6 separate regions of the Mus musculus genome follow, and all the other regions are linked to region 2. A link is a contact called in public ChIA-PET, HiChIP or PLAC-seq and promoter capture Hi-C data. All regions are on one chromosome and are shown on one strand. The core of a region is the stretch at or near the end of the contact, and the rest is flanking DNA. Distances in the headings are between cores, read along the strand shown. Region 1 overlaps Rasa2 (RAS p21 protein activator 2). Region 2 holds the start of Pxylp1 (2-phosphoxylose phosphatase 1). Region 3 has its middle 12 kb from the start of Gm28729. Region 4 holds the start of Rnf7 (ring finger protein 7). Region 5 overlaps Gm39409 (a long non-coding RNA gene). Region 6 has its middle 26 kb from the start of Gm51656.

What was found. Promoter capture Hi-C pulls out the DNA fragments that hold promoters and counts their contacts. ChIA-PET counts read pairs in DNA pulled down with a chosen protein or histone mark. HiChIP or PLAC-seq counts read pairs in DNA pulled down with a chosen protein or histone mark.
Region 1: a promoter capture Hi-C map of neutrophils shows a contact between it and region 2, with 2.4 times the contacts expected there. The contact joins the enhancer-like site here to the promoter of Pxylp1 in region 2. A contact is called at or near these places in 5 of 39 promoter capture datasets (the 3T3-L1 cell line, embryonic stem cells, hippocampal neurons and 1 more), 1 of 484 Hi-C or Micro-C datasets (hematopoietic stem and progenitor cells), 3 of 115 datasets of contacts at active chromatin or transcription factors (all in embryonic stem cells) and 1 of 9 other capture datasets (embryonic stem cells).
Region 3: an H3K4me3 HiChIP or PLAC-seq map of bone marrow-derived macrophages shows a contact between it and region 2, with 4 times the contacts expected there. The contact joins the enhancer-like site here to the promoter of Pxylp1 in region 2. A contact is called at or near these places in 14 of 39 promoter capture datasets (the 3T3-L1 cell line, 3T3-L1-derived adipocytes, the HPC-7 cell line and 9 more), 1 of 484 Hi-C or Micro-C datasets (embryonic stem cells), 8 of 115 datasets of contacts at active chromatin or transcription factors (bone marrow-derived macrophages, embryonic stem cells and large pre-B cells) and 2 of 9 other capture datasets (embryonic stem cells and liver).
Region 4: a contact with region 2 is called in a promoter capture Hi-C map of neutrophils, with 4 times the contacts expected there. The contact joins the promoter of Rnf7 here to the promoter of Pxylp1 in region 2. A contact is called at or near these places in 7 of 39 promoter capture datasets (embryonic stem cells, frontonasal cranial neural crest, hippocampal neurons and 3 more), 1 of 115 datasets of contacts at active chromatin or transcription factors (embryonic stem cells) and 1 of 9 other capture datasets (adipose tissue).
Region 5: a contact with region 2 is called in an RNA polymerase II ChIA-PET map of memory CD8 T cells, with 22 read pairs. The contact joins the enhancer-like site here to the promoter of Pxylp1 in region 2. A contact is called at or near these places in 1 of 39 promoter capture datasets (neutrophils), 2 of 484 Hi-C or Micro-C datasets (CD4 T cells and CD8 T cells) and 1 of 115 datasets of contacts at active chromatin or transcription factors (memory CD8 T cells).
Region 6: a contact with region 2 is called in an RNA polymerase II ChIA-PET map of memory CD8 T cells, with 22 read pairs. The contact joins the enhancer-like site here to the promoter of Pxylp1 in region 2. A contact is called at or near these places in 3 of 39 promoter capture datasets (embryonic stem cells, hippocampal neurons and pre-B cells), 1 of 484 Hi-C or Micro-C datasets (CD8 T cells) and 3 of 115 datasets of contacts at active chromatin or transcription factors (embryonic stem cells, memory CD8 T cells and pancreatic cancer cells).

The regions. Positions count from the first base shown.
Region 1 is chr9:96,610,704-96,614,239 of GRCm38.p6, reverse strand. It overlaps Rasa2 (RAS p21 protein activator 2), which reads left to right. Exons shown (of 24, transcript NM_053268.2): 2 at 2,741-2,858. Among named protein-coding and RNA genes, the nearest start is that of Rasa2, 19 kb to the left of the region's middle. Within about 2 kb of position 1,744, at least 50 of the 459 cell types and tissues checked have an H3K27ac peak or open chromatin away from gene starts, as enhancers often do. A contact at or near this core is called in hematopoietic stem and progenitor cells and neutrophils, where this site is marked.
Region 2 is chr9:96,887,590-96,891,198 of GRCm38.p6, reverse strand. Pxylp1 (2-phosphoxylose phosphatase 1) reads left to right here and starts at 1,725. Exons shown (of 6, transcript NM_001289647.1): 1 at 1,725-1,840.
Region 3 is chr9:96,535,635-96,538,966 of GRCm38.p6, reverse strand. It overlaps the pseudogene Gm8495. Among named protein-coding and RNA genes, the nearest start is that of Gm28729, 12 kb to the right of the region's middle. Within about 2 kb of position 1,981, at least 211 of the 459 cell types and tissues checked have an H3K27ac peak or open chromatin away from gene starts, as enhancers often do. A contact at or near this core is called in bone marrow-derived macrophages, embryonic stem cells, hematopoietic stem and progenitor cells and 3 more, where this site is marked.
Region 4 is chr9:96,477,037-96,480,292 of GRCm38.p6, reverse strand. It overlaps Rnf7 (ring finger protein 7), which reads left to right and starts at 1,618. Exons shown (of 3, transcript NM_011279.3): 1 at 1,618-1,885. The coding sequence starts at 1,711.
Region 5 is chr9:96,390,652-96,393,970 of GRCm38.p6, reverse strand. All of the region lies in intron 1 of Gm39409 (a long non-coding RNA gene), which reads left to right. The region is part of intron 1 of Gm40550 (a long non-coding RNA gene); the gene reads right to left. Among named protein-coding and RNA genes, the nearest start is that of Gm39409, 4.5 kb to the left of the region's middle. Within about 2 kb of position 1,815, at least 74 of the 459 cell types and tissues checked have an H3K27ac peak or open chromatin away from gene starts, as enhancers often do. A contact at or near this core is called in CD8 T cells, memory CD8 T cells and neutrophils, where this site is marked.
Region 6 is chr9:96,435,945-96,439,469 of GRCm38.p6, reverse strand. No RefSeq gene overlaps it. Among named protein-coding and RNA genes, the nearest start is that of Gm51656, 26 kb to the left of the region's middle. Within about 2 kb of position 1,274, at least 283 of the 459 cell types and tissues checked have an H3K27ac peak or open chromatin away from gene starts, as enhancers often do. A contact at or near this core is called in CD8 T cells, memory CD8 T cells and pre-B cells, where this site is marked.

The DNA.
Region 1 (3,536 bases), core at 495-2,994, 280 kb after region 2:
TCAGTTTCATTAAATTCTACAGACAAAGTAACCCTTGTTTCTCTCTTGTGGGGTGGGACTGGTAGATTATTTACACATTATGCCCCATTATTTTCTAACCAGTGCTTAGCATGAATAAAACAGGGACACGTCCTAGGGTAATGATTTAATTTTCTAAACTCTCTTTTACATATGGAGCGTATTTATTGTAGTCATATGTGTATGTATGTATATATATATATATATATATATATATATGTATGTATGTATGTATGTATGTAACTAGGTGGTGTATTATGGACTCTATAAACTTTGGTTTTAAAACAAATCCATTGTGTTATTCAGAGGCAAAGGAAATTCTGAAGAAGTTTGACAGCAGTGAAAATAGAATTGTTAAGCAAGGTCCTATGTAGGGAGAGAGGAGGGACAGGGGAGAGAACCTCAAACTCACAGGGATCCTCCTGCCTCTGACTCCAGTGGCTGGTATCACAGGCATGACCACCATTCCAGCCAGTTCATTTTGTTTTTGAAATGTGGTTTCTCTCTCCCTGTTTGTTTTGTTTTGTTGTTTTGTTTTCCCTTAAGATAGTTTCTCTGAATAGCTTTGGTTGTCTTGGAACTCACTCTGTAGACCAGCCTGGCCTCAGTCTCACAGAGATCTACCTGTCTTTGTCTCCTGAGTGCTGGGATTAAAGGCATGTACCACTACTACCTGGCTGCAGGTTTTATCTTGTTGACGCCAGAGCTTCTGGGTGGGTCTCCTGTGTCACCTCCCATCGTCTTACTGTAGAAACACTGGAAACATTATGTGCACTCCAGCTTCCAGCTAGTCAGGATTGCACACAAATGTTCCCACCCACTTAGGCTTCTTACTGGCCCCTTCCTCACTGTCTTAGATTTGTACATTGGTATGGGATTTCAGTATACACATCAAGTAGACACTTGGGTGTCGTCCTTTTGGTACACAAATAGCTCATGAGACCTTCAAAGCTTGACTTGCTGGGTTCTTTATTCCTTCAACAAACATATCACCAGAGTTTTCCTGTTTTAGATCTTGGGCATTAGCAAGTTCTCAGACCTTGTACAGGAGCTGCAGAAACCCTTAACAGAAGTTCAGCCCATTACAAATTCTCTCAAGGAAACCAAACCTAAGACTAATTAGGGAAAAGGTCAAGTGTCATTTGAGGTCAGGACTGAATGATAAGAATGTCCCAGCCGTGTAAAGAGTAGAGAGATCCGGGAAGAAATAAACTTGATAATAAACTTGACATGGCTGATGAATGGAGAAAAGTGAACCAAGGGAAGAACAAAAGAAGGAGTCAGAAGGGATACTTAGGGTCATGCAGAGTGTGATTTAGAGATTAGACTTTATTCTCAGACAAGTGGGATGAGCTGAGAAGTGACTGAGTTCAATCTTATGAGAAGATCATGCTTGGTCTGGATTATGGCTCAGCAATAGAGCATTCGTCTACTCTGCATTCATGCAGACGGCTTGGGTCTGATCCCCAGCATGGGAAAGGAGAGAAAAGATCACATCTCCTGGTGAAGAACAGGTTGGTGAAGAGTAGCAGAAACAGAAGATACTGCCATGCTCCTCTGCAGTGATCCTGTTTGGGTGATTCTAGTGAAGGGGAGACGTAGCTGGGTTTTAGATGTTGTCTTTTTGAAGATCTTCTGGATGTGCTAATGAGCTGGATTGTGTGAGGGAGAGGCAGGAAGACGATAAGTGAGAAGGAAGTGGTGGTAGACCAAGGGAAGAGCTTATAGAAGAGGAAATAAGATTGGTTTTGGGGACTTGCTAAATATGAGATACCTGCCAGATATCTAGTGGTATGAATGAGGGAAGGTCAGGCCTGCAAACACAGAACTGGGAGCTCCTAGCATTAACAGTGTGTACTGCAGTAGTTTATAGAAAAAGGAAGGGATGGTCTAGAACAGAGCCCTGAGGCAGTTACAGCATTTCGATGAGGAGATGAGTGGAAGACATAGGAGAAAGGCCAGAAACCGTGTGCTGTGGAATCCAGGAACAGGGAGCTTGTTACATGTCCACTCTGTTAGATGCTGCAAAGGTGTGGATGTAGTAAGAATACATTGGACATGGGTGAGCCAACATCCTTTGACATTGGTGGCCTTGACTAAGCAGTTTCATTGTCACTTTGGAACCGGAAGCTGATTAGAGAGGATCACAGCGTGAATGGGAAGTGAGCAAGTGAGGGGCAGTACTTAGAAGAAATTCTCCTTTGACAGAGGAGTCTGGAAGTGGAGGTGTGGCACGGGAGAGAAGCCGGACCGAGGATAACGGTCTGCTGCTTTTGTTTGTCTTAATTGTGGAGTGTTGTTTATATGCTGCTGAGAGCAAACGGTAGAAGGGAAATTAATGCTGACTCAGGAGAGATTCATTGCAGGAAAATTCTTGAGATGGTTCTGGTGAGACAGGAGGGAGAGAAACTGCCCTTTCATAGAGGAAGGATGCAGTGATGTGTCTATACATAGCTCCTCTGGTCTTTTTACTTTTAAACACTTAGGTTTTTTCTTGTAATAAAAAATACTCATTTTTATAGACTTCTCAGGAAAGTTCACCACCTTTTAGCTCATCCCCCAGTCTTCACTAGTCTCCTTTAGACCCCCTGACCTCTCTGAGCACAAGTTGCTTTTTTTCCCTGTACTCCATATTATGCCTTCTTCCAGACTGAATTCATTTATAAGCTTTGGGTGATGTAAATAAAAAATTTAACATCAATTTAAACTTTTGTGTCAACAGATGAAGCAAAAAATTTATTGCCATATCTTGGACCCAACAAAATGCGCGATTGTTTCTGCACTATAAATTTGGACCAGGAAGAAGTTTATCGCACCCAGGTTGTTGAAAAGTCTTTAAGGTTGGTAGAAAAATTAGAAATTATTCATTTGATGTATATTCATGGTTTTATGTATTTTCCAGATTTTTATCAACAAATTGAGTTTCTTGATATTGAAGCTAATATTTTTTATTTAAAGGTTTTGTATTCTATTATGAATTTATTTTTTAGATTTATAGAATGTAAGCATTTAAAGAGGCCTTGAATGTCAGTAAGCTGCACTGACAACATTGATCTCCTTAGCAGTAGTTCTGGGAAGTGGTCATGGGGCATCTACTTCATAATGGTTCAGTCACCAAGAAGTTCACACCTCCTAAGTAGGCTGCTTGGTCTTTGAACTCTTCTGACTCAGAAAGTGCTTATGTTTAATTGGTTAGTGATTATTAAAGTGACATCCAGTCACGTGCCCAGCGCTTGCTCAGTTCTGGGTTCTGTTCACTCATGTCTCTAAGAGTGACCCCAGTGAAGTGCTTGCTCTCTCATGTGGCCTTTCATTGCCTTAGGAAGTAGTTTTTCTTAGTTGTCCTAGCTCTGTCCCTTAGATTTCTGGGGAACAATTTTAGTCCATCTTTTATGTGACAGCATTAAATGTTTGAAAACAACTATTATAAGCGTTCAATGTGCTCTCTAGGCTAAATAGTGCCTATTTGTTTGAGCTTTCCTCAAAGCACATCATTTTTACTTCTCCAGAGAACATAT
Region 2 (3,609 bases), core at 476-2,975:
GGAGAATACCCCAGTCGAGTGGGATAGTGGCAAATTTTTGTAGAGAAATGATGCCCGAGTCACCTTTCATCCTCTTGTGGTCATGTTGAACCTAAGACTGTCTACATATCCCATGGGAAGGGTAAGTAAGTAGCCAAGAAAGGGAACATACGCCTATGGGTTACAGAAGATGTGGCACAGACCCACAAGGGCTCCATCCAGAACAAAATCAGGCCTGGGTAGTTTGCAGAGAGAGGCTGGGTTTGTGGTGGAGGCAGAGTTGCGAGCCTGCGTCGGCTGGAGACTCCCGTGTTCCTGAAAGGGTAGTAGACTTGAGAGAAAGCAAAGCTGAGCATCTGGGGTCAAGTTCCAGGCCTGAAGCTGACAAGCCCTGCCCTAACCCCCTTTTCTGATGTATGTATGTATGTATGTATGTATGTATGTATGTATGTATGTATGTATGTATTTTGCTTTGGGCTAGTGTGGATGGAGTTGTCTGTCATCTGCAGCCTGTGTGACTTGTGAAGGAGTGGAACTTGGAATTAGAGCAGAACTGTCAAGAGTCCGTGGCGAGAAGGAAGAGTCTGTGTTGGATAGGATGCCTGGACTGTGGTGGTCCTTGAGGGCCAGCCCAAGTAGGAATTTAACGGGGAGTGAGATTTCATGCTCACGTATTGGAGAAAGCTGTCGCTAGTACTGAAGGGATAAGCAGGCTGAAGGTGGTGTTGAGCCTGGGTAATTGGGTGAGAGGGATAGTAACTAGTGTCCTCAGGCAAGTGCCAGCTGGCCATCAAGGCATTGAACAGAGAAGGCATTCCAGATGGCTGGACCATGGGGGTAAATGGAATGCAGGCTAGGGAAGTAGAATCTAGCTGATTTGAGGGGAGAAATTGGAGGTAAAAATATGGATAAAATATAAAGTGTTTTGATTTAGTCACTATCGAATGAGTTAGGGAAAATCAAGTGATGCGCTACCCTCAAAACCGCACCTCTTTTGCAGTTGAGAGAGGCACAAGGGTGTCACTGTAGTCCCAGAACTGACAACAAAGGCAATCTCACAATTGTGGTTGGTGAGATCCTTTTTTACAGCATTTGAAACAACAACAACAAAAGACCCACAAACACAGCTTTATAGAACGAGTGCTGCGCGGGTCTTTGGCTGGCAGCCCTGGGGTCATGCAGAAACGCCCCCGTGACACAGCCACGACCTCTCAAGGGTGGATGCCTGCAGGCCTTTAGGGACAAAACTACTGCCAGGTCTAGAGTAGACACAGGCCGGATGTGGCCCGCGCCGGAAGAGAAGCGCGGGACAGGCGCTTGGGTGGAGGTGGCACGGTGGCTAGGATATGCCAGTTTTGAGTCCACGAGGCACCGCAGGACCCACATCCGCAGCTAGATCCGCGGCGCGGAGTTAGGCACGCAGTCACAAAGCACCCTAGCCAAGGCTGGGACGGGTCCAGGGCAGTGTCCTGGGGCCATGGCACCCTCCCGGGTCCTAAGTCCGGCATAGGGAGGAGCATAGGCCCTGTGCGCTCCGAGTGCGCGCGCTTTCCCGGACCCGGACGGCGCGACCGGAGCCTGTCTGGATGACTGTTTGGACACTCCAGGCCATGTGTGCCTCCAAGGCCCGGGATGCGGGTCGCCGCAGCCTGCTGGTCCCGCACGGCCGCCTGCGGGGCGGAGCTCCAGGGCGCCCTGAGCGCGTCGGGCCGGGCAGGGACCCGGCGGTCCCGGTAGGGGGCGCTGCGGAACCCCGAGTTTGGCGGCCTGCGCGCGCCACCGCCGCCTGCACTCCCGCCAGGAGGAGCTGGCTGCGGGTGGAGATCCCTACGCACAGCGACGGAGGCCGGGACCGTAGGCGGTGAGTGTGGTGCGCGCCGGGTCCCAGCGGTTGTGAGGCTTCTCGCAAGGCGGGCTTGTGTCTAGGGTCTTGGGGGGCGACCCCGGAGAGGTGTCCGCGATGCCAAGATCCGGAGGCAGGGGCGGGCTTCCAAGCAGCGGGTGTGAGCCCTGCCACCAAGCTCTTTCCCTTATCTACGCGCTCCCCAGTTGCCACCTCTCCCCATACCCTCCCCGCGTTGGAGAGGGGTCCCTGCCCTCCGATCCGTCTCCCCTTTCTCAGCCCTGCACCCTAGAAGCCTGCCCGCACACCCCCTTTTCTCCCTCAAGCCCTCCCACGCCTACCTCCTCCTGGTTGCCTGCCGCTCGCCTCTCCCTCCCAGCTCTGCTCCTACGGTCCCCGCCGCCACCCCAGCGGGGTCCCATTCTGCCTAGGCGCTCCTGCTGAACGACTCAGCGGGAATCTGAGCTCCGGGGTCCCCCTTCTCCCGGCTGTCCCATAGCTGCAGTGTCCAGGTAAAAAGGGGCTGCAACTTCAGGGCCTGCCCCGGGGGTGGGGCTGGTGCTTCGCCAGCTACCTGCTGCCTGCGGCGCAGGAACCCTGGGCCCAGCCCAGGGCCACTTCACGCGTGCAGGTTATGCTTGCTCAGTGTTCTGTTTAGGACAGTGTGGTTACTTCTTTGCTTGCTTTTGCTTGGTGAACTTGGATAGGTTGCGATTTCTTAAAAAGAAGCCGGCTTTGCTACCCACAAATATGGAGCAGGTTTTCTTTGCTGCTGTGACTGGCTGTCAGTAGTACCTGTGGATCGGGGAAGATTTAGCTATGCTGGGGAAATGGAGCCACATCCCCACTCTCTCACCACAGCTCTGGGAACGTAACTGTCCCCTCTAGGGTGGGCCCGTGTCTTTGTGGAAAGGCAAGGATGCTTCCTAAACATTCAACAGGTAAAAACCAGTTAGGAATCTGGATCAGATCTGGTGTGGATAGGGAAATGTGGGATGAGTGAGTGATCAAGGAGGGGCTCTGGGAGAGTTCCATGGCTTAGGGACATTTGTTGCTCTTTGCGGCAAGTCCCAGGCTGGACCCTGACTATGGACTAGACAGTGATGAGCCCAGCCTACCCTCTGGAACTGTCGGTCGGGCTTGGCACCAGCCCCCTCCTCAGAGGTGTTGGTGCCCTGTGGTGACATCTGTGGGAAGAGGATTTAAAGCAGATGGCTTGGAAAGCCTCATGGTCCCCGGAGAGAAGTGGAGATGGCATGGTGACAGCCCAGCGTGTGCGTTCACCCCTTCCCTTCTGGGGTCTTTCATTAAATCTTAGATTAAATTAATTGCCTAGTCAGAGAAAGAACATATAAAGGGTATTTCTCTTTTAGGATTGGCTCTGGGCCAGCCTGCCCTCACAGATACCTTGGGAGGCTGCAGATGGGAACCCGTGGCAGCGTGGACCGCCTGGAGCACAGCACTCTGGGCTGTAGGACTGCCCTGTCTCTGTGGTTTCTCTTTGATGGCTCTGGTAGTGATTAGTTCAATATTCCTTTTCTATTGAATAGATAAGTAATTAGCCAAGAACACAGTGGGGCTCAGTAGGGCCCTTCTGAGTGTTCTCAATTTCCTGTATGAATCTTCCTGTCCTCACAGTGATAGGCTGCTCTCAGGAGTCCTTCTGGCTAGGATTGAATACCTGCAGGGCTGGGGTGACCTTTAGGACCTGGCCAGGTGCCCCTGCCTGTTACTCAATGTTTATTTAAAAACAAAAACAAAAACAAAAACAAAGCAAACTTCATGTA
Region 3 (3,332 bases), core at 732-3,231, 350 kb after region 2:
TGCACGCCTTTAATTCCAGCACTTGGGAGTCAGAGGCTGGCGAATTTCTGAGTTCGAGGCCAGCCTGGTCTACAGAGTGAGTTCCAGGACAGCCAGGGCTACACAGAGAAACCCTGTCTCCAAAACAAAACAAAACAAAAAAAAACAAACATTAAAGCCACTCATGACTCAAAGCCTACACTGACGTGGGGGTGTCTGTAGCTGTCCATTGTATAACCTCAGTACGTCATCCTCAGGGTATTCACATTTGACCATGCGGTGCCATGTTAACAGATTCTCTTGAGAATATATGTGGCAGCGCCAAAGAGTAGACTAGAGATAACTGATGCCCCACGTGAGAAACAGATTGTCCCCTGTGTGCCTCAGCATTCCTGAGCACCCCTAAATTAACAACAGCCCCGTGGCCCCATAAGAGTTTAACGTTAACAAAGAGTTGGGGGGGTCTGAACCTTTTTCATGTGGACTAAAACTTGTAATAAATACCAGTATTCTTTCTGACAGTTTATTAGCAGGGCAGGGATTGGTGGGTGAGTGGTTTCCGTTTTTTGTTTTGTTTGTTGTTTTAATTCTCAAGGTTGGCCTTGAACTCCCGATTCTCCTCCTGCACTCCTAGTGCTGTGTTGAGAGCCTGCACCACCATGTCCAGCCCTGTACCCTGAGTAAGCATGCCGTTCTTTAAAGGGCAGGGGCCATAATTTGAATTTCCCTTTCTAACTCCCATGATTCAGAATAAACAATGCCTAAAACCATTATGGTTCCTTTCTACTCCACGTCCATGCCTGCTACTAAGCTCCTCTGCAAGCTTTCCTCGCAGTGAGTCTTTTGGGTGATTTGATATTCTTAAATAACCAACCATTACTTTCATCTTAATTTTCATATGCATCTTCACCTGAAGTTCCATCTTTTTTTTTTTCTTTTTTTTGGCTCGGTGTGTTTTCTTATTTTTGTTGGTCTCCATCACAGATGGGATTTTTTTCACTGGTAATTCCTCAGAACTAAATCCATTCATAGGGAATTCAGAGCAGTGAAAATAAATTTCACGCCTTAGAGTGGGGAATGGTAACAATAAAAAGGAGCCAAGGGATCTTGGAAGAAGACTAGCCCAGCTCAGTTCTCCACTGGTGGTGGGGTTTGCACAGGCTGGCTCACATAACCTGCACCGCAGTCCTTAGGGATCTTCAGCTCCTCCGGCTTCCTCCTATCAGTGAGAGACCTGCCAGAGAAGAACCACCGCTGGTTGCCTGGCACCACACTCTCCGGCAGGTAAGTGCCCCGTCATGTGAAACACTGTGTCTGTGTGCGGACCACAAGCTTGAGGTCTTTGCCTGGGCAGAGCCTCAGATGGAGCTGATGCGTGTCCAGAATTGGGAGGTGGCTCGGGAACATCCAGAGTCTCCATGTCACTCTCTTCCTCCACCGTGCTGATTGGTGGTGCCAGGCAATAGACTGGCAGCGGGTACCGGTTGCCCAGCTCATCGTAGCACTCTGTCAGGGCACTGTGTGGTAGTGTTATGTTTGCACCATCAATGATTGCCTGTGCCAATTCATGATCATTGCTTTCAAAAGCCTGTGCAGTGGCCTTCAAAGCATCCCAGATCTCCTTTCCGGCCTTCAAAAGCTGGTGCAGTGTCCCGGAATTCATCCCTCTTGCTGCACAGTTGTCCATCTGTTAGAGGATAGTCGGTTTTCCATTCTGGTTTCTCCTTTTTCAAAGGCTGGTTTATGATCTAGAGCAACTCCCATGCGGGAGGAGTCTGGGCTGCTGGGCGCCCACGCACCCGTCCCTGGGGCCGCGGCCGCCACCAAAGGGTGCTCGTCCCACCGCCTCGCCCAGCCCTTTCCTCCGTGCCCACTTCTACCTCAGCCCCCGGCCACCTGGCCCGCAGACCCGGCCCGCGTGCTTTCCTCAGCTCCCGCTCGACCCCGCCAGGCCGGACTTGGACCATCCCGGGCGGGCCGCAGCAAACGCTCCTCCCATGCTTCCCCACGCCCCCGCGTCTAGGCCCCAGCACTGCTGCCGCTGCTGCCAGGCAGCCAGGCTCCACTGTCCCCTTCCTCTGAAGTTACATCATTGGTTACTGTTTTAGTTCCATCCAGAGTTTCAGCACCAAATGTAAGGTGCAGTAAAACCACTGAACTGGACTATCTGGGGAGAAAGAAAGGTTCATTGGGAACCAAAGAAGCAAAATGGTGGCAGAGCAAGAGGTTTTTATATGCCAGTCAACAGAGTGGTCCTTGGGCTGATACAGACTGTTCATGTTGACAGGGAACTAGGTCCCTTACCCAGGGTAGTTGACCTTTGGGGGCAAGATTAAGAGAGGTTCCTCGTTAGCAGAAACCCACCTTTAAGCCTCAACCCAGCCAAAATCCTATCTCAGACATTGGCCTCGGCACTGCCATTTTGAGGAGCAGCTTTAAGCTATCAGTGACTAAAAAGCTCATGCCTTAAAATGTTGCATCATAGCCAGACAGTGGTGGCGCACGCCTTTAATCCCAGCACTTGAGAGGCAGAGGCAGGTAGATTTCTGAGTTCGAGGCCAGCCTGGTCTATAGAGTGAGTTCCAGGACAGCCAGGGCTATACAGAGAAATCCTGTCTCAAAAAAAAAAAAAAAAAAAAAAAAAAAAAAAAGGAAAGGAAGAGGAAGGAGGAGGAGGAGGAGGGGGAGGAACAGCTATATGCAACAGACTGATAGCTAGCTATGCACTAAGTGGGGAAATCGGGGTGAGGTAAACATGTCTGCTTTCTACTTTTGCTTCAGAAATGGTGCTTAAAACACCATTGGCCAGAGCAATAAGATGGACTGAAGGGAAAATCAATAAGAAAAAATTAAGTCAGATGAAGACATTAGAAAATTTAAAAAACTAAACAAAAACCTCCCAATAGTCATGGATCAGAATTGCTGTTGTATAAATGAACATATTACTGAAAGTAATTCACATACTCAGAATTTCAATGAGATTCTTTCCAGAAGTAGAAAAAAAAAAAAAAAAAACCCAAAGTGTAAACGGAAGTTTCCAAATAGCCAAAGCAGTGTGAAGCTAGGAGAAGCAGGACTGCAGAAACAGCGCCCCATTTCCCTGTCTACAACTGAGCTGTAGGACGGAGCCTGGGGCTCCAAGCCAGCGTGGAGCTTGGCACAAAGCACAAGTGTACACCAATGCGACAGAGGGCTCAAAGGTAAACGCATGCAATTATAACCCTATGATTGTTAACAAAGATGCCAAAAACCTTAGAGAAAAGGCAAGTTCCATGCTGGGCAAACTGCACAGCAGAAGCCCAAGTGTGAGACTTGAGAACCGCATGGCACCTAGTGAGTGCCTCCGTCCTCAG
Region 4 (3,256 bases), core at 369-2,868, 410 kb after region 2:
CCCTGTGCATTGGCTTAGGCACTTCTCAGTCCTCTCCTCACCCACCTCCATGCCCACATCTACCCTCCCAGCACATTTGGGACTTCTGTGGCCTGGACCATGGTCCCGATGTATAAACCAAAATAATTAATGTAAACTAAAATAACTGAAGAAGGCACAAGTCAAAAGTAACTTTCATGTTACGTCTGGAAAAAAAAATCACCATGTTCTGTCAGAAATGAACGTTTCAAGATTGTTCTGTCATCTGACTTTCATGTGAGTTGTGGTCTTTGTGGGGTTTGCCTTTAGAAACACCGTATCCCTGAGCTGCGACACCAAGAGACTCTGAGGCATGCGCCGGAATTTGGTCCTGCACGAATAAAGGACTCGTACTTTTTTGTTTGTTTTTGTTTTTCGAGACAAGGCTTCTCTGTGTAGCCTTGGTTGCCCGAAACTTGATTTGTAGACCAGGCTGGCCTTATAACTCACAAGGATCCACCTGCTGCTGTCTCCCAAGTGCTCAGAGTAAGGTGTGCACGGCCACTGCCCCATATACTTCTAATTGGCTTAACCGGTAAGGATGGACACCACCACCCCCGTTGGTAAGAGTAGCCTGAAGGATGGCGGTGGACGTGAGCTGAGCACGAGGCAGGAACATTTGTTTTGCTTTTTCATCCAAGCTTTCCTTCAATGCTGGCCAAGTGATCTGAGACAAAGCCTGGTGGGAGGGACCTAACCACAGTCCCAGGGGCCCACTGCCTGGCCCTTCCCTGGCTGGCTCACTCTGCTTTCTCCCCAGCACACATTTGCTTAAGCATTGCGTTCTTGCCCTTCTGCTTACCTATTCTCTGTCACCTGAGAACAATAACAAACAAACAAACAAACAAACAAATGTAGTGTCTGGAGGGATGACTCAGTGGTTAAAACCATGGTCTGTTCTTCCAAACGACCGGGGTTCAATCCTCAGCACCTCCATGGCAGATCACAACTGTCTGTAACTCCAGGTCCTTTCCAAGGAATCTGACACCTCACAGCAATGCACATAAAATAAAGTTTAAAAAAACATATATTTTGTTTGTTTGCTTGCTTGCTTGCTTGCTTGCTTGTTGCGAGACAGGGTTTCTCTGTATAGCCCTGGCTGTCCTGGAACGCACTTTGTAACCAGGCTGGCCTTGAACTCAGAAATCCGCCTGCCTCTGCCTCCCGAGTGCTGGGATTAAAGGTGTGAGCTACCACGCCCGGCTGCCGAAAAACCAAAAATAAATAAATAAATAAATAAATAAATAAATAAATAAATAAATAAATAAATGAATCTGAATTCAAGGCCAACCATTTTGTAAGATACGGAGGTTACAGTGATGAGAATTCTGTCCCTACTCTTGATAGTTTTACATTTGGGAGAAAGGAGACAAATGAAGACAGGGACGATGTGATTTCTGAGACTCCCCCGAGTTTAATACAATGTAACTCCAGACAATGCTCGCTTACTGACCCGGGCCTGCCCTACAGCAACTGGCCTTTGGCCACTTTAGCAAGCGCTGGGGTTCTCTGTACAGGCCTTGCCCAGCCCCTCGTGACGTCACTGGCGCGCGCCATCCAATCATCGCCGTCTGGCTCCGCCCGCCCGCCCGTGCCTGCGGGAGGCTCCGTGGCGTGTGTTGTGGCCCCGCTGAGCCACCGTACCTCCCGCCTCCGCGCCCAACGTCCGCGTCGCCGTTCTGCGCCGCCGCCATGGCCGACGTGGAGGACGGCGAGGAACCCTGCGTCCTTTCTTCGCACTCCGGGAGCGCAGGCTCCAAGTCGGGAGGCGACAAGATGTTCTCTCTCAAGAAGTGGAACGCGGTAGCCATGTGGAGCTGGGACGTTGAGTGCGATACCTGTGCCATCTGCAGGGTCCAGGTGATGGGTAAGCGATGCAGGCGAAGCCGGGACCGCGAGCTGGGCCGAGCCGGCGAGTGCTGGGCCGGGCCGGGCCGCCAGACACGGGATGGTTCCTATGGGGGCGGGGGGGAGGGGGCGTGACCGGGATACCCGAGGGGAACCTCCGGCCCTGCGGCCAGCAAATCTCCCAGCGGATCCCTCGCGTAGATCTGAGGGTTGGGATGTTCGTCTTTGAGATGCTCTCACGTTCCTCAGGATTAGAGCTTGCCCATTTAGCCGAGGTTGGCTTAGAACCCAGGAGGGCGCACCTCCCAAAAACTGGAAATTGCGAGCCTGCGCCACTATACGGATTCTGTCTCATAACCGAAATGAGGCTCAGTGACCGGAGAGATGTTTCCACAGTTAAGAGCACAAGCTTGTTCTTAACAGAGAACCCGGGTTCGATTTTCCACACCCACATGGCAACTCACCACCCTCTAACTCCTGTTCCAATAACTCCAGCACCCCATTATGGCCCTTGAGGGCATTAGGCACATTTGGTATGCAAACCCAGATGCAGGTAGCATAAACATAAAATTTTAGATTACTGTGAGGTTGCTTTACAGGGCGACTGGGGAGTAGTTGAAATAGATTTCTGCAGTTTGAAAATGTGCGCGTTTCTTGGCTTTGAGACTTTAAACGTAGCATCAAGAGATTCCACAGTCTATTCTTTGTCTTTGGACTTGCTTCATCAGGGCTCCCAAACTTTACTTTTTACATTTAATTGTAGACCCAGACACTAGTTTCTATGTAGAATCTGATTTGACTAAAACACTAAAATCCAGCTGTTCCACCCCTCATCCTTGCTTAGGAGCTGGGCAGTGATTTCCATTTTAGGGTTGAGTGTGGTTGCGAATGTCTGAAATGCCAGCACTCGGGAGGCTGAGGCATGGGGGCAGAGGCAGCACAAGCTTTGCTTAGAAATTTTATTCTGGCCAGGTGTGGTGATATCTTTAAACTTAGTACTCGAGAAGCAAAGATAAACAGATCTCTGTGCGCCTTAGGCCAGCCTGGTCTACACAACCAAGGCTAAGTAGTGGGACCCCATCTTAAAAACAAATAATGAATAAATCTTTTTTGTTTGTTTTGGTTTTTTCGAGACAGGGTTTCTCTGTGTAGCCCTGGCTGTCCTGGAACTCACTTTGTAGACCAGGCTGGCCTCCAACTCAGAAATCCACCTGCCTCTGCCTCCCGAGTGCTGAAATTAAAGGGGTCCACCACCACGCCCGCTTTTTTTTTTTAAATCATCATCATCATTATTTTATTACCCTGTTGTTAATGGTGCATTCTTTAATCCCAGCACTTGGGAGCCATAGGCAGGTGGGTCTCTTGAGTTCCATGACAACCTGATCTAACA
Region 5 (3,319 bases), core at 566-3,065, 500 kb after region 2:
CTTATAGGGAAGCCTCCTATTTTATATTACACAGTAGAGTTTGATTGGAGTTAAACTACACAGGGTGAGCTATGTTCCTCCCAGCAGTCTTTAGTTGCTAAATAAAAAGCCCAGTATCTTTCTGAGTTGTTGATCAGAGGCATTTTGGACACCCCCAGAACAGTACAGGCTATCGCCATTGCTCCTGGCTGCCTAAAACAACTTGATAGTAAGGTGTTATTGCTGGAGACATCAGACACATTGCTCACAGGATATGGAGAAATCAAGTTGGTATGGACCAGGAAGCTCCTTCCCTGCTCGCTGTACTGGGAGATTCTGTGTAGGCCATTGTGAGGGAAAGACATCAAGTCTTACCTAGCTGTGAACTCTATGAATTACAATAATGACAGTGCAGTAAGATGTGCCCATAGGCACACAGTGGCACAAATATTACAGGGGGCATCCAACCACTTTCTGGTTGGATGTAAGTCCTGACTACAGGAAGAAGCACACACTATTTTCTACTATATGGACATAGTATAATTTCATCTTTCTCTGTTCGTGGACTAGGGCAGCACTCAGACCTCATCTGAGGCGTTGCTTTGTACAGTACAGGAAGGTTAGCAAGGGAACTCCTAAGTGGTCAGAGTGGAAAGAGTGAGTCAGCGGACTTGAGTTCAGTCTCAATTGGGACATCTGTATCACACACATGCCAGCACTGAGGAAGGAGACTGTTAGAATTAGAGGTCAGGAAGGACCAGATGAAACGGTATCTTCTGAACAAGCAGGACTGCTGCAGTCTTGGACCATGGCAGCCTTGTTGCCTATGCTAGATCAAGCCAGTGGAGAGATTCTAGCGTGGAGTGGAAAATGGTTCACAAGTGGCACCACCCACACTGAGGAGCTATGGACGGTTGATGGCTTCTGGGAGAGGGAAAGTCTGTTTTCTTTAAGAGTGTGACCCCCATAGGTTGATTATGCTCCAGTGGGTAGCCACACATCCAGGAGTATATGGGCAGCACAAATAGAACACCGTGGGTTGTTTAGAAAAAAAAAAGAGAGAAAACAAAGCAAACAAAAATGGGGACATGGCGTTGGGAGTGGAGGTGGGGTAGAACTGGGAAGAGTTAGGGTGAGGAATGGAGATGAATAAATATGATTATTATGATATGATATTGTATTGGGGGCTGGAGAGATGGCTCACATGTTAAGAGCACTGGCTGCTCTTTTAGAGGTCCTGAGTTCAATTCCCAGCAACCACATCGTGGCTCCCAACCATCTGTCATGGGATCTGATGCCTTCTTCTTGGATGTAGGTTATACACAGAGATAGAGCACTCATATACAATATACATAAAATAAATCTTTAAAAATATATTGCATGAGATTTTCAAAGAATTAATACAAAGATATTTTAAAAATTAAAATCTCTTATAAGTGAGTTACTAGGTTGCCAATCGGGGTATTTGACCCTTCGTGATGATTTAAGTGTTTCCGTTATCCATCAAGTCTAGTATGCTGAGAGATCTGACAAACAGAAGGGCAGGGTAGGATTGCTCAGCATCTCCCACTTAAAAAAGAAGTGAGAATGGAGTCTAAAGAATTCTTGGCATCTTCTGAACATGAAGTGTCTTAACATTCTGTGGTACTTCATAGCACCTCCATGTAAATTCCCTTCAAACCATGTCAGGAAGGTGTTCTTATTTATAGATGACAGAGAGATGTGTTGCTGTGGGTTGGTTTGGTTTGATTTGAGTGGGTAGGTCCTCCTTAGGTCACATAGTTCTGAGAGGTTGGCAGGGGCTGGCTCAGAGAGGTCTCCTTGATGTCATATCCTGTGTTCTTGCACAATGCCTACCCTGTCCTGTTATTAAAAACTAAACCAAAAGGACACTAAACACTGCTTCCTCTTCTTTCTCATCTTATGATGGAACTTGTGTGACCAGTGATTTGTCCCAAATAGTACCCAGTTGCTCAACTAAGAAGAAGCCACAGCCTCCAGTGGCTCTGGGTATCATTGGGCTTGTGAGTCTAACGCAGATAGAAGCAAACTGCTTTTCTGTGGCTTTTATGGTTCAATATTATTTCAGTATAATCCTGGTATATTCATCATCACTGACTTAGAACATAAGAAGACAGGTTTCCGGAGCCTGGGCACTTACTTAATTTGAACTTAAATTTAAGAACTTGGCAGGGAGGTAGAGGCAGGAGGATTAACGAAGTGAAGTCCTGGACAGCCTGGCGTACAGAGCAAGACTGTCTCAAAAAGCAAAGCAAGTCAAACACTTATTATATGCCCATAACCCCATAATTGGATATGGAGGAGGAGGGAGCAGTTTCTCATCCTTCGCTACATAGTGGGGGCTTTTGTTGGTTTGATTTGTTTTTTGCTTTTTGGTTGTTTGGTTGTGTTTTTGTTTATTTGTTTTTGTTTGTTTTTGAGGCTATCCTGGAGTGTGTGTGCCTCAAAAGGGGAAAAAAAAAAGAGGAATAAGAAGCTGGCATTAATCGCTTCCTCCTCCTCCTTTTCTGAGAAAGCAGTAGTTCTTATTTACAAAGTCCCATTTTACTGTTTAGCCTGAAGTTCAAGAGCCCACCTCATCCAGCCTTGAGCCACTATTCAAAGTTTTATTTCTTCTTTTCTTCTTCTTCTTCTTCTTCTTCTTCTTCTTCTTCTTCTTCTTCTTCTTCTTCTTCTTCTTCTTCTTCTTCTTCTTCTTCATGTTTTTCGAGACAGCGTTTCTCTGTATAGCCCTAGCTTTCCTGGAACTCACTCTGTAGACCAGGCTGGACTCGAACTCAGAAATCCACCTGCCTCTGCCTCCCAAGTGCTGGGATTAAAGGCATGTGCCACCACTGCTCAGTTCTTCTTTTAAAGATTTATTTTATTTATATAAGTACATTGTAGCTGTTTCGAGACACACCAGAAGAGGGCATCAGATCCCTTTACAGATGGTTGTGAACCACCATGTGGTTGCTGGGAATTGAACTCAGGACCTTTGGAAGAGCAGTCAGTGCTCTTAACCACTGAGCCGTCTCTTCAGCCCTTGTTTGTTTTTCAAAACAGAGTTTTACTCCATAGCCCTGGCTGTCCTGGAACTCACTATGCAGACCAGTTTGGCCTCGACCTCACGGAGATCTACTTGCCTCTGCCTCCTGAGTGCTGGGATTAAAGGTATGTGCCACCACCACCTGGCCAAAGTCCTAAATAGGTCTCTGCCCTCTCCTGCAGGTACAGCCCCTTGGGCTGGGTGCTATCCTTTCACCTTCAAACAATAAACTTCATCTGGGTGCGGTGGCACACTTCTGTGATCCCATTCATCACTTAGAAAATTGAGGAG
Region 6 (3,525 bases), core at 25-2,524, 450 kb after region 2:
ACAGAGCATGTTCCAAGACAGCCAGGACTACACAGAGAAACCCTGTCAAAACAAAACAAAAGCAAAAACAAAAACAAAAAAAAATCATAAAAAGGAAAGAAGGAAAAGGGGAGGGGGCTCAAGTGATAAGTGTATAGCCCCCTCCCAATTTGGGAGTCTGAGACCGGAGAATTACAAGTTCCAGGCCAGCCTGGGCTACTTAGTGAGCTCCTGTTTCAAAAAGAAAGAGAGGGAAGCAGGAGTCATTGGAAGAGTGGATGTCTAGGATGCACAAAGCCTTGGGTTCTATTCCCAGACTGGGTATGGTGGGCACACCTGTGATCCCAGCTCTTAGGGAATAAGACGGGAATACCAAAGTTCAAGTTCATTCTTGGCTACATTTTTAGATTTGAAGCAAGTCTGGACTACCGGAAACAAGGTCTCAAGACAAACAAAAAGAAAAAGCAGTCAATGACAGCCCCATGGCCACAGTTCCCACTGCTCTTTTGGCCAGTGGTCCCTGCAGTTGCATCTCTGAGACCGTGAGCCTCCAGGTCTGAGCTAAGTGAATGCAGTTTGCCTAATGTTCGGGCTGAATCTGGGCACCTACAGTTGTCTTACCTCCTCTCAGCCAGGAAATGCAAGCACGTGGGGTCCCACTTCAGTTTTATTCAGCTGAATTAGAGGCACAGTCAGAAATCTGTAACATCCTCGTGGGATGGGGGTGGGGTGGAGGACTAGAGAGGAGGGAGGGAGAGAGGGGAGGGGCAGTGTTGATCCACAGATCATGAAAACACTGAGGAACGCTCTCGAGTGAAAGCCCAGCTGCCTAGCTAGGCTATGCCACACCCTCTTCTTCAACATAATCAGTCTTAAAGGGTTCTGTTTGGTTTTCTTGTGTCACTGAAGTAATCAAAACCCAGGCATAGTGACAATTGGCTAACACCTGTTGAGGGCCCCCCGTGGGCCAAGATTTGGGAAGGCATCCAAGACACTGTTGGCGCTTTAATCTTCCCTAGGTAGCTTCAGCCTCAGAGGGGTTGAGCAGCTGGCTGGGGGTGTGACTGGCTAGAAACCTCTAGAGCTAGGAACTGAACCAGGACAAACGGATGCCAGGAGAGACACATTCTCCCCCCAGACAATCGAAGTAGTATTACGGACACCCTTTTGTGGACTCTTCGTGGGATTCTATGAAACCACGTCCTCTCAGGATTGTCAAAGAAAACAGGAAGCCCCTCTGGGGAGGCTCACCCCCCTGTTCCCCAAGCCAGGAAGTGGCTGGCAGAAAGAGCGATACGTAGCAAGGGCAGGAGCACCCGGGTTGAGAGCTTGGGGCCGTATCGGGCGGAGCCCTGAGCCAAGTCCCCTGGGGTCCCAGGGCTACATTCCTCTGAGGTCTGCGGAGGCCACTGCTTAAAGGCGCAGAAGTGCAGCTGGGAACGAGAACAAAGCGGCCAGACCCCCCTCGGAGGAAGGAAGGAGCGAGCCCCAGGAAGCAGCTGATAGCGCTAAGCTCAGCTTGTTTTTTCCTCTGCTCAACAGTTCTCCTGCCACGGCAAACAAAAGACGTACGTTCTGATTCCCTTCGGTGTTTGGATTGCGGCCGCAGACTGGATCTGCTTTGTGAAGAGCTGAGGGTAGCTTCTGGCTCGACCTGCCGCTTGATGGCAACGCTGTCCGCCTTGCCTGTCCCCAGCCAGGAGCCCCACGAGGGCATTGCTCTAGATCAAGGGATGAGATGTCGAGATTTCTACCCGTTGACTCGTGACCTTGGCATTGAAGGACCTGCAGCGTAGGCCTTAAAAACTGTTAAGATAGGAACCCTTGTTCCATGGAGATGCCCTGTCCCCGCTATTATCTCAGCCAAGGTCACAGCCCGCTGCTGTGCAGGGCCACACTGGGACTGGTGCCACCTTTATCCCATGGGTCAAGGCAATGGCAATAGATGTCAGGTTCCTGGAGGATCGGGGTCCGAATCCCGGTCTGTCCGCCTTCAAGGTCACCAGTAAGTGACAGGTGGGTCTAAGCAATCCCCTGAGCATGATGAACGCAGAGACTTTGTACTCCCGGGTGTGAGCGGTGAGGGAGTGGGCAGACCTTGTCAGTGTCCTAATCCATAGTCTCAGGACAGGGACAGGCCAAGATGCGACAGCAATGCTGGGCATGGTTTGTTTTGCTCCAGCAGGTGTTGAACGTGTGGCTATGCCAAAGGCCACCAGCAAACCCACACGAAGCAAACACAAAGCTTCCACTGATGGGTCTGTGGGCTGCCGATTCTTGTGGGCTTTACAGTGCGGCAACGGCAGTGCTGGTCACATGGACCGAGAGACTGTTTTGATGCCAGAGACTAATGCTCCGATCCGATCCGTCACCACAGGAGTTAAAGGAGCAGCCAAGAGATCAGCGTGGTTGAACCCCCGCTCTAAGCTGCCTGCCGTTCTCTCCTCCCCTCCCACTCTGAGACTGCAGTTCACATGCCGAAGACAAATGGCATAAAGGGCAGGCAATTAATTTTTTCAGCTGGAGACTGATGGAATGTGGGTGTTTGGCATGCACCTCTGTCTCCAGTCTCCTCAGGGAAATACCTCCCGGAGGGCCCTTCAAATTCCTCATCTGCCCTTTAGGACCAATATGTAATTCAGTCCTGAAAAATCAGTCGGAATGGGTCTTGTGTCCACTATACCAAGAGCCCAAGGACTGCACAGACGACAGGCCCATTCGTTTATTTGTGGTTTTGGTTTGTTTGTTTTTGTTTTCTAACCCAAGGTTTCATGTAGTTTAGGCTGGCCTCAAACTCACTATGTGGACAAGGCTGGCCTTGGACTTCTGATCCTCCTTCTTGTTGGGGTTACAGGTGTGTGTAACTGAGGGGACAGTTCGTCATGACTTTCCTTGGAGAGAGAGAAAGGTCGTCTTAGAATATACCTCAGGGTCTAGATTCCAAGTCCCCAGAACCTCTGTTGGGTTGGACCAGGCCAGCCAACCTGGTGAACAAAGGCAAGCAGAGCATAAAGAATTTACTGGATAGGATGCAGAGAAGCCCTGGGGACGGGGTGCACACCTTTAATCCTAGCACTCCGGAGGCTGGGGCTGGTTGATGTCTGAGTTCTAGGCCTACTCTGGTTGATAGAGTGAGTTCTAGAACAGCTAGGGCCACACAGAGAAACCCTGTCTTAAAGGGGGGGGGGTGGCTGAGGAAGGGGGGAACCATGCAGGGAAGTGTATTAACATAACAGCCAACAGGACCTGGAACTGGAGAAAAACTACTGCATCCATGTTGATAGAGGTATGAAGATGTCAGAGGTAAACATACAGGCTCAGGCTGAGCAGGGATAAAACTCAATAGTAAAACACATATCTAGCAACACGGGTTTAAGGCCCAGAGCTGCTGCAGCTGCTGTGGCGGAGGCCGAGGCAGCTGTTGCTGTTGAAGAAGAGGAGGAGGAGGAGGAGGAGGAAGAAGGAAGAGGAAGATGATGTAGGTCTGTTGGGATGGGCTGTAGCTGTGTGTTAAAGCATGTGTTAAGGCTTGCCTTTGATTCCCAG